Linked DNA regions of Mus musculus: region 2 is linked to region 1. Evidence: chromatin contacts called from public Hi-C data. All regions are on one chromosome and are shown on one strand. Each heading gives the region's core, a stretch centred on a gene start, on an enhancer-like site or on the middle of the called end of the contact. The rest is flanking DNA. Distances are from core to core; before and after follow the strand shown. Region 1 has its middle 11 kb from the start of Gm22827. Region 2 has its middle 39 kb from the start of Gm39253.

Region 1 (5,309 bases), core at 2,338-4,837:
GAGGTGACATATAGAATACGGGACTTTGAGGGGAACAGGTACAGATAGATCTCACTAGGAGAGGGAAATAGAATAGACAGTCATGGATGGATTGGAGAGGGCAGGTTGGAATGAAAGGGTTAAGTGGGAAGAGGGAGGGGGAAAAGCGGATAAGGGAAGAAATACAAGAACAGATAACTACAAGTAAAGGCTATTTGAGGAGTAGTATGGAAACCTAACACAGTAGAAGCTTCCTAATGTAATCCTAAATGGAACTGCCAAATAATGCAGGAGATAGAGCTCCCAACAGCCATCTCTTGTCACCAAATGAAGCTTCCAGTACTGGGAATAGGGTATATCTAATGGAATTGTTGACCAAAGAGGTCCCAAGGGAACCACCACACACACACACACACACACACACACACACACACACACACACACACACACACACAACCCAGGCTGTTGCCAAGACTATGAGTTGCTCTTCACTGACAACAAGTCTCCATTACTGAAGACAAGCCCTGCACAACTCATTAAACACGGGGTCGTCAATCTCGTGCCTACATAGACCCTTCACTAGTGTCCTTGGGACAGCAAAGTACTCGGAATCCTACCAAAGGAGAAATGTAAAAACCAGCCACAAACCCTTTGTCTGCAACAGTGTCCTACGTGCAAGATATGCCAGGACAATGGTGGCACAAATCTTGTGGGAGTCACCAATCAATATCTAATTTGACTCCAGGTCTACTTAACAAGATGGAACCCATACCTCACATTGCTTGGGTGATCAAAAACCTGAGACTAGATAGATAGCCTAGGGACCTATAGCAAAAATCAAATACAATTATTCTACAAAAAAAAAAAAAGTCAGAATAAAATGACTCCTAATGACATTCTGCTATGCTCATAGATCAGTGCCTCGCTCAGCCGTCATCAGTGACACTTCCTCCTGCAGCAGATGGGAACAAATACAGAGACCCACAGCCAGACAGCATGCAGAGAGTGAGAGACCTGGCACACTCAGCCCTAAAAGGGATGTCCCTCAGGACCCAGGGAACCCCGTGGAAGAGGAGGCAGAAAGAGTGTAAGAGCCACAGGGGATGGAGGACGCCGAAGAAAGGAGGACCTCTAAATCAACATGATTGCTGAACTTAGGGACTCACAGAGACTGAGGCAGCAGGCGCCAGATGGGGTCCCAGAGCTGAAAGGAGAAGTGGACGAATGCCCCCATCCCTAATCCAGAAGCTGCTTCTAACTGATAAGCACTTGCAAATGAAAATTTAGTTTTCTCCAAGGGAATCGCATCGGGGAAATAAACTACTCTTTAAGTGTTGGCTGCGTGCCCAGCAGAAAATGAACTCCATGGCGTCTTTGGAGTCTCCCTGTCTCATAATGTCTTGTCAGGGATAGATATAGATGTAGATTAGATATAGATATACATATAGATTAGATATAGATTACAGATATAGATTAAATATGAATATAGATATAGACTAGATATAGATTAGATATGGATTAGATGTAGATTGGGTTAAATATAGATTAGATACAGATGTAGACACAGATATAGATTAGATATAGATGGCTGTCCTACAGATCCTCTGTATATACAGTGTGGCTTCCAGCTTGATGCTTTATGAAATTCCCAACTGTGTGAATAAGTGGGTCTCTGTGTCTGTGTCAATTTCCTGTGCCTTTTCCTGGGCTCTTTCCCTTCTGTTTGTTTGTCCTGTCTTATGTCAACGTGTTAGGTTTTTTTATTTTATTGTATATTTTTAGTCTTATTATATTTTATTTTATTATTACCCCTCAGAAGCTTGTTTGTTTTCTTTTTTTTTTTTATTTATTATATGTAAGTACACTGTAGCTGACTTCAGACACTCCAGAAGAGGGCGTCAGATCTCGTTACAGATGGTTGTGAGCCACCATATGGTTGCTGGGATTTGAACTCATGACCTTTGGAAGAGCAGTCAGTGCTCTTACCTGCTGAGCCATCTCACCAGCCCACTTGTTTGTTTTCTAATGAGAGACAGAAAGGAGGTGGAAAGGGAGAGGGGGAGGGGAGGGCCTGAGAGAAGTAGAGGGGTACTGTATTCAGGTTATATTATGTGTGGAGAGGGGGAGTTTATTTTCAATAAAACAGAAAAAGAAAGAAAGAAAAAGAAACAAAATAAAACGTGGAGACATTCTCTGGCCCCCTCGTCTATGAGTGTCAACATGGTCAACATGGAAATGGTGGCATCTTACCTCAGGAAAAAAGAAGTAACCACCCTTCCCAGGATTCTGTCAAGGTCAAATCTAGGATGGAGTAGTAGACTCTACTAGCCTAGCATGTGTGAAGCCCTGGGTTTGACCCCCAGTACCACCGCATACATATATACATACATACATACATACATACATACATACAAATATAAATAAATGCCAGGCAGTGGTGGTGCATGCATTTAATCCCAGCACTTGGGAGGCAGAGGCAGGCAGATTTCTGAGTTCGAGGCCAGCCTGGTCTACAGAGTGAGTTCCAGGACAGCCAGGGCTACACAGAGAAACCATCTCAAAAAAAAAAAAAAAAAGTACACACACACACATATATAATCAATTATTGTGATGGAAACAGAAAAGAGCAGGAAAAGAACACCACAAAAAAGAACGGCTCCAAAGTGAACTTCCCTTGTGTCCATCTACAGACGGAATAATGGATTCTTCTCAGGCTGGGGTGAGGGCTCACAGTCCTAAAGCGCTTGCCCACAGTCCTAAAGAGCTTACCCACAAGCACAAGGACCTGACTTTGGTCCCACCATCCACACAAAAAGCTATGCATGGTGGCAATTCAGAGACAGGTTAATCCGTGGGGCTGGTTAGCTAGCTAACCTTCTTGGCAAGCCCCTACTCCCCCTGGGAGATGCTGTCTCAAGGAGCAATGTGGAGAGATTCTGAGGAATGGTACAAGGTTGACCTTTGGCCTATACGTTCACATACACAATTAATTGGTTAAAATATTTTAAGCAAAAACAAAAAGCGGGGGCTAAAATTGAGTGTGGTGGCGCGCCCCTGTGATAACAGTACTTGAGAAGGTGTAGTGGGGTCACCCCGAAGTCTAAGGTAATTTAGCTACATAGTTCAAATCTGAATACACACATACCCACATACACACACACACAACACACACACACACGCGCACACACTGGCTACACAGTGAGTTCAAAGCTGAATTATGTGAGACTCCATCTCAGCCTCCACCCTTTCAGTCTCCCACACATATACATACACACACACTTACACACACACATTCCAATGAAGAGGGCTGGAGATATAGCTCAGTGGCAGTGTTTGCCTAGTGGACATAAGGTATTAATCATAAGGTTTACTACTGAGACCATGAAAGAAAAGAGAAAAGATGGAAAGTGACCGTGGATGGCCTGTATTTTAACCTACATAAAGTTAGGCTGATATCCAGTAAATGGCGATGCCGCGATTTGAGCCCAGGTTTGCCTGACTCCACTGGCCTTCATCTTTGTGATTCACGAGCAGATCTGTGGTCTTTCATTTAAGGCGAAATGCTCTGCTCGGTGCTCAGGGACTTGGCAGCACCGGGCACTTCCGCCCAGGCTTCACACGTTTTTTTCTCCCTAGACTTAGCACCGACTGTGTCCCTCCCTCTAACCAGACTTCTATCCAAATTGGATTTCTTGCTTTTGCCAAGCCGTTTGTTCCCACGCTTTCTTTGGTCTAAAGGGATCCAAAACAACTTCCTTTATTACAGTCTTATTAATCTACTGCTGAATGGAGATAAATCACTACCACCGATGACAGTGCGCATGCTCGTCCTGCATGCCCTGCGTAAGGACGTTCAAAGAAACTGGGTTAGGGTTGTTGTCAAAACAGAGATTGCTCAGCACTTACTGCTCTCCCAAAACCAGGTCAGGTGGCTCACAACCACTTGCAACTCTAGCTCCAGGGTTTCTCACACTGTCTTCTGGCCTCTAAGGCCATCCGCGCACATGTGGCATGCATTCACACAGACATACCCGTAAATGAAAATACATGTATTTTTAAGAAGGCTGATGCAGGAGGATTGGCATGAGTTCAAAGCCAGCAAGGCAAGCACAAGCTATACAGCAAGATCCCATAGCAAAAGAAAGATAAAAAGGAAAGAGGGGCTAGCTAGAAGGTTCAGTGGGCATTCCTGCAAAATCATGAGGACCCGAGTTCACATCCCCTGCACCTACGGTAAAAATCAAGGCATCACCATCCAGGTCCGTGACCCCAGCACCGGAAAGCAGAAACAGGGGGAACCAGAGATCTCACTGGCCAGCTACGCTAGCTCAAATGAGCCAGGTTCCACGAGGGAGCCTCTCTCAAAAAGTTCAAGAAGAGAACAATAGCGGGCAGTAGAGGAATAAACCCAGCACGGACTTCCGGACCTCCGACCTCCGACCTTCACACCTGCCTACACCGGCAAGCACATGCAGACACCACACACAAATAAATGGAAAGGAAGGAAGAAGGAAACGTGAGGGAGCTACCCAGGGAAAGTAAGCCTAGAGACAAAGACACGAGCAGCAGTACACGATGCTCCAAGCACATACATTTTGTTCTCTCTCTAAACGGAGAAAACTTCTATTTTTGTTTTGCTTTTTGAGACAGGGTCTGGCGAAGCTCAGGCTGGCCTCAAACTTGCATTTGCTGTGAACCAAACTATGGTCTTGAGCTTAGGATGCCTCCCCCCACAGCCTCCCCTCCCATGTGTTAGGATTACAAGTCCTATGCCTAGCATATACAGTGATGCTTTCATTTAAAAAGTAAAACAAGGGGCTGGAGAAATGGCTCAGAAGAACGACTCATAAGAACGACTGCCCTTCAGAAGGTCGTAAGTTCAAATCCCAGCAACCACATGATGGTTCACAACCATCCATAATGAGGTCTGATACCCTCTTCTGGGATGTCTGAAGACAGCTACACTGTACTTACATGTAATAAATAAAATTTAAAAAAAAAAAAACTTAAAAAAAAAAAGTAAAACACTTTCGAAAAAAAATGACTAATTGTAAGATCTGGGGTATGGGATACATTAAAAACTAGATGATATGCTACCACACCTGAAGCAGACAGATCGCTTTTTCTTTTTTAAAATTTATTTATTTGTTGGTTTTGTTTGTTTGTTTTATACCCGACCATGGGTTCCCCTCCTTCTCTTAAGGCTCCCAGGATACTACCAAAAGGGACAACTTGAAGAGGCTCCAACTGACCAAAGCATTGATAAGAATAATAACTTCAAAGAATGTACTCTCATCAAACATATTTTTAAATTTTTTAAATGTGACTGA
Region 2 (5,465 bases), core at 1,291-3,790, 190 kb before region 1:
TTCATATATATGATCATATATTCATATTCATAAAATTATCTGTATATGTATAGATGTATACATATATATGAGCATATCTGTATATATGTATCTGTATATATACATATATGTATATATATATATGTGTATTGTATATATGTGTTATATATATATATATATATATATATATATATATATATATATATATGTATATGTATATCACTAAGTCCATTTAGTGCTGCTTATATGTGCATTGATGTGGCGTATCTTCTGAAGCATGGAAAACCTACCAGTGGCCACATCATTAAACAAGAATGATTGTTTCCCTCCCAGCAACTCTCCACTGCACATAGCTTCTTAGTAAAGCCTAGGGCCTGCAGACCATCTACTCTACTCCATCTATACTGGGACCTTGGCTAACAGCTGCCTTGAGTTCATGAGTGACACAGCAGTCATGTCCAGAAGACAGCACAGCATCACGGTTCTCTCCCCTAGCCCCTAGCTCCTGCATCCTTTCCTCCCCTTCCTCTGTGATGCTTGCTAAGCCTTGATGGGGGTTAATAGAGATGTCTCATTGAGGGGAGAGCAACCTGTCTCTGTTCCTTGGCACTCTGACCTCTCCATTGGTTGCTGCCCCCTGGAAAGGAATCCTCAGCACAAGGTTGAAGGTAGCCTGGGCCTCTATGTACCAGCACAAATACTAAAATACCACTTTTTAAATGTGTTTATTATTTTCATAACTGAAAATGGTTTACCTTTGAGACTGAGTGCAATAGAAGTCAATTAATTCAGTAAATTTTTAAGTGTGTGTATTAAAGAGGTCATGAAAGTTTATTCCAAGCTGGGGACAGTAACCTGTCTTCTTTGTTGCTGTGATAAACATCATTACCAAAAGCAACTTGGAAGAGAAAAGGGGGGTATTTCAGTTTACAGGTTACAGTCCAATATATATATATATGACAGGAACTCATAGCAGGTGCTTAAAGCAGAAAACACACAGAAGAATGCTGCTTGCTTACTGGCTTGCCCTGCTAACTATCTTATACAGCACACACACACACACACACACACACACCAGCCTAGGAATTGTAACCCCCAAGGTGGGCTGGGTCCTTCTACATCAATCAGCAGTTAAGAAAATACCCCTCAGGCTAATCTGATCTGGACAACTTATTTAGTTGAGGTTCCATCTCCCCATGTGACTCTAAGCCAGTGCCTGTAATAGCTGCATTTGGAAGACAGAGGCAAAAAGATCATAAGTTTGAGGCTATTCAGGGCTACATAGTGAGAGAGAAAGAAAAACAGAGAGAGAGAGAGAGAGAGAGAGAGAGAGAGAGAGAGAGAGAGAGAGAGAGAGAGAGAGATTATTCATTTATTCAATTGCTGGTACAGAGTACCCATTAGTGAATTGATTAGCACACCAAAGCATATTTACCTATAAAACTGATAAACTAGAAATTCCCATGTGATATCTGCCAGTAATTTCTTTTCATTTAGAGATAGGCTAAGGATCAGTAAATAAATATGCTGATAATAGGTTTCTTAGTGTGCATGGTCATAGCATAACAGTTGATCCTAAAATATATATTCTTTAAATATTAAAAGTTTTATGAACATATGGACAAAGAAAACAAAAACAATAAGAACATTATATCAAACAAAGAAATATTGAAATAAAAATTACACAGAGAGTATATACATTATCCATACACATACCTATGCCCATACACATGAACACCAGCACACGCATGTACCTGTGTATCCATGAACATGCATACATGCCCACAGGAAATAGAACTAATAATGTGGACCTCAGAGTTGCTATGCATAAAAACATAAAAGGCATGATTTTTGTGCCTTGAACATTTAGTAAGATGTTTTGCTAAATCATTTTTTTTTATTACTATTAATCACAACTACTGGTTCCTAACATTGAAGTTAGCCAACGTGAAATGCTAAGGACAAGGGCCTGCATCACCTGAAGGAACACAGAATGCATTCCCTTTGTACATGTGACTGATGGAAAGACCTCTACTGTATAAACATAAAAGACCAATACTTCCCCGGGGGGGGGGGGGGGGGAAGTACCTGAAGGTACCACTAAATGGAAGGATGATAGAAAAACTCAAGTCCAATCCGGAAGTGTAAAACACAGAAGGTAGTATGATTGTGGGGAGTCTGACAAAAGCTTGCTTGGTTCATTGTTTTAAGAATAAAGAGCAAAGATACATCAAAGGCAAACTTGATCACTACTAACCAGGGCATAGTTCATGATCCTGGGGAACTGGAGACTGAAAAATGCAAATGGTATTTCTTTACAGGCTGCAGATATACGCTGGGATTAGAAAGAAGAGATGGCCTTATTGTAGGCAATCCCCCCTCCTTTGGGGGGGGGGGGGAGAGAGCGGGAGTCCTATGTGTACATCTTTGTGCACAGGAAAGATAATTAAAAAAAAAAGCAGAGAGGTGGCGAGGGGGAGCAGGGTAACTTAAGGAGAACACTAGAACCTGCAGCCAAATGATGCTGCGTTGGAGCTTGCTCGCAGAGTGACAGGCTGCTCTATTCGGTCCCTGGTGCTGGAAACAAGTATAAACGCCTCTTGGGTGGGGCTCTTGCTGGTCTTGGTTAGGGATCACTGGCTGATTCTTCCAAACATTTAAGATCCATCAGTCTGTCAGAAATTGAAAAACTAGAAATGGAACAAATACAGAACCTCCCTCTCCAGTCAGCTCGTCGAAAGGCATGCCTCGCTTTCGGTCACAGGCGTGACATGCAGGGCAGTTTTCTAGCCAGCTGGCCATAAGAAGAAATGACTACAACCCAAACGTCAAAAAAGCGTTACTTTATGGGAATCCATAAGGCCTGCCAGCCCTGAGCCTGACCATTCTGTCAAATATCTCTTTTCAAAATATTTACCTGACTGACAGTCGCTTGGCTGCAGTGGGGTGCGGATCAAGGACGGGGAGGCATGGTTCTGAATCGCTGCTATCGTTTTAATCTGCGCTGTGAGGGTGAGGAGCTGGACACAGACGCAGGGATTTTGACAAACATCTATTTGGTCTTTCAGTAAAGGTTTCAGACTTAGAGCCAGAGGCAAACGGTGGCAAAATCCATTGAAGGCAACTGGCTACATCTCCACCAAAAGGGGGCGGGAGAGGGGGTAACCGGTCTCCCTGTTGGGGGTTCTGTTGTTTTCAGACCTTTAAGACACACAGGTAGCTCACACTGCCAGAACCCCTGTTGCTCTTCGGAAAGGGGCAGCGATTATGTCAACACACACACAAAAAAGGCATTGTCTACCCTCAACGTTGTCCGCTTGCTATTCATTTCTGGGAGGGGGTGGGGCGAAAGTCATCAAATACTCGTAAGACAGAACTGCTAAGCAGCTGGCTAATCGTGGGCTCTGCAATTATTGTATTTTCATTCTGGCTCTAAAAAAGGAAACACTTAAAATGAATGAAATATGCAACAAGGCCTCTAGCGATGAAATTAAGCCACGGCATTAACTGCCATTTGTATAGAGGTTTCGAGAAAATACTCGCTAGGTCTTTTGTCTGAATGCAACTTCTCCTCCAGCCCCATCTTAATTCCTAGAATATAAGGTGACGCCCACTTAGATACCTTGGTTTTTTTTTTTTTTAACTGAGAAAATTCTTGGCTATCTTGAGGCCAGAAAACACTTTTTTTTTAAGAAAGTCAATATTAGCTGTTTCATATTATTTTTTCTTTGCATCTAATAACATTTACCTTGTTACCGTTATCACTGTTTTGTTGAGCAAATTGTGTACTATATCATTACTATTTTAAAGAATCAGGCAAGACAAGAAGTAGGACTGTCCTGTCCTTGATAAGGAAGAGTTATCTGAGAACAATTAACCTGCTGAACCTCCTACTGGTGATAAGTCCCGACACTCCATTAAATGCCTCGTGGAATGTTTCCAAAGTCCACAAACATCCCATCAATCATATTTCCATATAAAAACTTGTCAAGGATCAATGAGAAAATGCATAATTTATATCTTGCTAGTATACGGGTCAATCTAATAAGACTAATGTAATTTGAGACATTTTCATTAAACGTTAGCACTCCTGCCATACATGTTTTATAAATATTAATATCGAGTTATTAGAGTCTCTAAATACTTAATATCAAAAGCCCACACATTATTGCCTCTTCGTCTTTGGGAGACCATTCAAAGAAATGGTCATAAAGTGAGAAGTGTTATTGGGAAATTTTATCACCTGAGTGTTTTAATCACTTTGAAATGATATTTAGCATCTTGGCCAGGAGAACAGGGCTCTATATTCGTTGAGAGATTATGGCCTAGAGGATTTACAGTGGATTCAAGGGGAAGGTGGCTGCTACTTAGAAATAGTATTTGATTGCAGGAATGTCTTTCCACCTCTTTCCCTCACCCTATAATGTAAAACTAGAAGGGAGAACAAAACGGGTATAAAACAGCTACAGTTAAACTAGAGGCACAACCCCTACTCTTAAACAAAAAATCAGTTCGTTATTTGCTTCACATTATACGCATGCTGTCACAATGACTTTCTAAACCTCCTAAGATCTTTTGTACCTCCAAATAAACAAAAAAGCCTACATGTGGAATCAAGGTGTGGAATCGCTCTGCCACTGAAGTGACTGGCTCCCGAGAACTGAGAGAGTAACATCATGAACACTTTTTGGAAACTATCACCTGTCCAACTATCCCTTTGGACTTAGGGTACAAGCCAATACAACCCAGTAAAGCTACTTATAAGATTCAATCCCATCTAACACTTTGAACGGACGCGGCTCTGATAAAAGTGGAGTTAAATACACTGTGCTAAGCCATAAGTAGCTCAGATTTGCCTGGGGTTAGGATTGCCATTCTCATGGTTTCAAAATGGGAAGAAAACTTTCCAAAATGTCCTCTTCTCACAATGTGAAGTAAGGCGACTTTATCCTACCACAGAGACATTTGGTCAACCATGTCCACTGCTGCTCTATGTATAAGAGACAGAAATGGCAAACAACATAGATGTCCCTTAGCAGATGAATGGGTAAAGGAAAATGTGGTCCATTTATTCAATGAAATGTTACTTAGCCATCAAAAAAAAAAATGAAATTCACAGGTAGATGGATAAAACTAGAGAAAAGATCACCCTGTGTGAGGTAACCCAGGCTCAGAAGACAAATTTGCTAAGTATTTGCCTGCCTATCTGTGCATATTAGGTAAGTCAATGAATGATAGACAAGCTATAATCCATAGAACCACAGAGGTTAGGTATAGAGTAAGGGAATGGGAGAGGGTCTCCCTAGAAAGGGGAAATAAGACAGTAATGGATGGATGAGTTAGGGGATTGAAATGGGAGGATCTAGCTGGGAAGGGAGAGGAGACGGGGGGGCGGGGGGGGCAAGGGAGGAATACAGGAAGAGATGGCTAAAATTAAAAGACTTTTCAATCTGCATTTGTCTTATTTCTTTTTTTTTCTATTTTTT

Evidence for each region. Hi-C and Micro-C count contacts between places; a contact is called where the count stands out from the background.
Region 2: a contact with region 1 is called in a Hi-C map of cerebral cortex, with 2.9 times the contacts expected there. The contact joins two enhancer-like sites. A contact is called at or near these places in 1 of 15 datasets of contacts at CTCF or cohesin (stem cell-derived epiblast-like cells), 4 of 484 Hi-C or Micro-C datasets (cerebellar granule neurons, cerebral cortex and embryonic stem cells), 4 of 115 datasets of contacts at active chromatin or transcription factors (astrocytes, embryonic basal ganglia, embryonic forebrain and 1 more) and 2 of 9 other capture datasets (embryonic stem cells and embryonic tail).

Annotation. Positions count from the first base shown.
Region 1 is chr8:112,070,764-112,076,072 of GRCm38.p6, reverse strand. No RefSeq gene overlaps it. Among named protein-coding and RNA genes, the nearest start is that of Gm22827, 11 kb to the right of the region's middle. Within about 2 kb of position 3,587, at least 4 of the 459 cell types and tissues checked have an H3K27ac peak or open chromatin away from gene starts, as enhancers often do. A contact at or near this core is called in cerebral cortex, where this site is marked.
Region 2 is chr8:112,255,341-112,260,805 of GRCm38.p6, reverse strand. No RefSeq gene overlaps it. Among named protein-coding and RNA genes, the nearest start is that of Gm39253, 39 kb to the left of the region's middle. Within about 2 kb of position 2,540, at least 19 of the 459 cell types and tissues checked have an H3K27ac peak or open chromatin away from gene starts, as enhancers often do. A contact at or near this core is called in cerebral cortex, where this site is marked.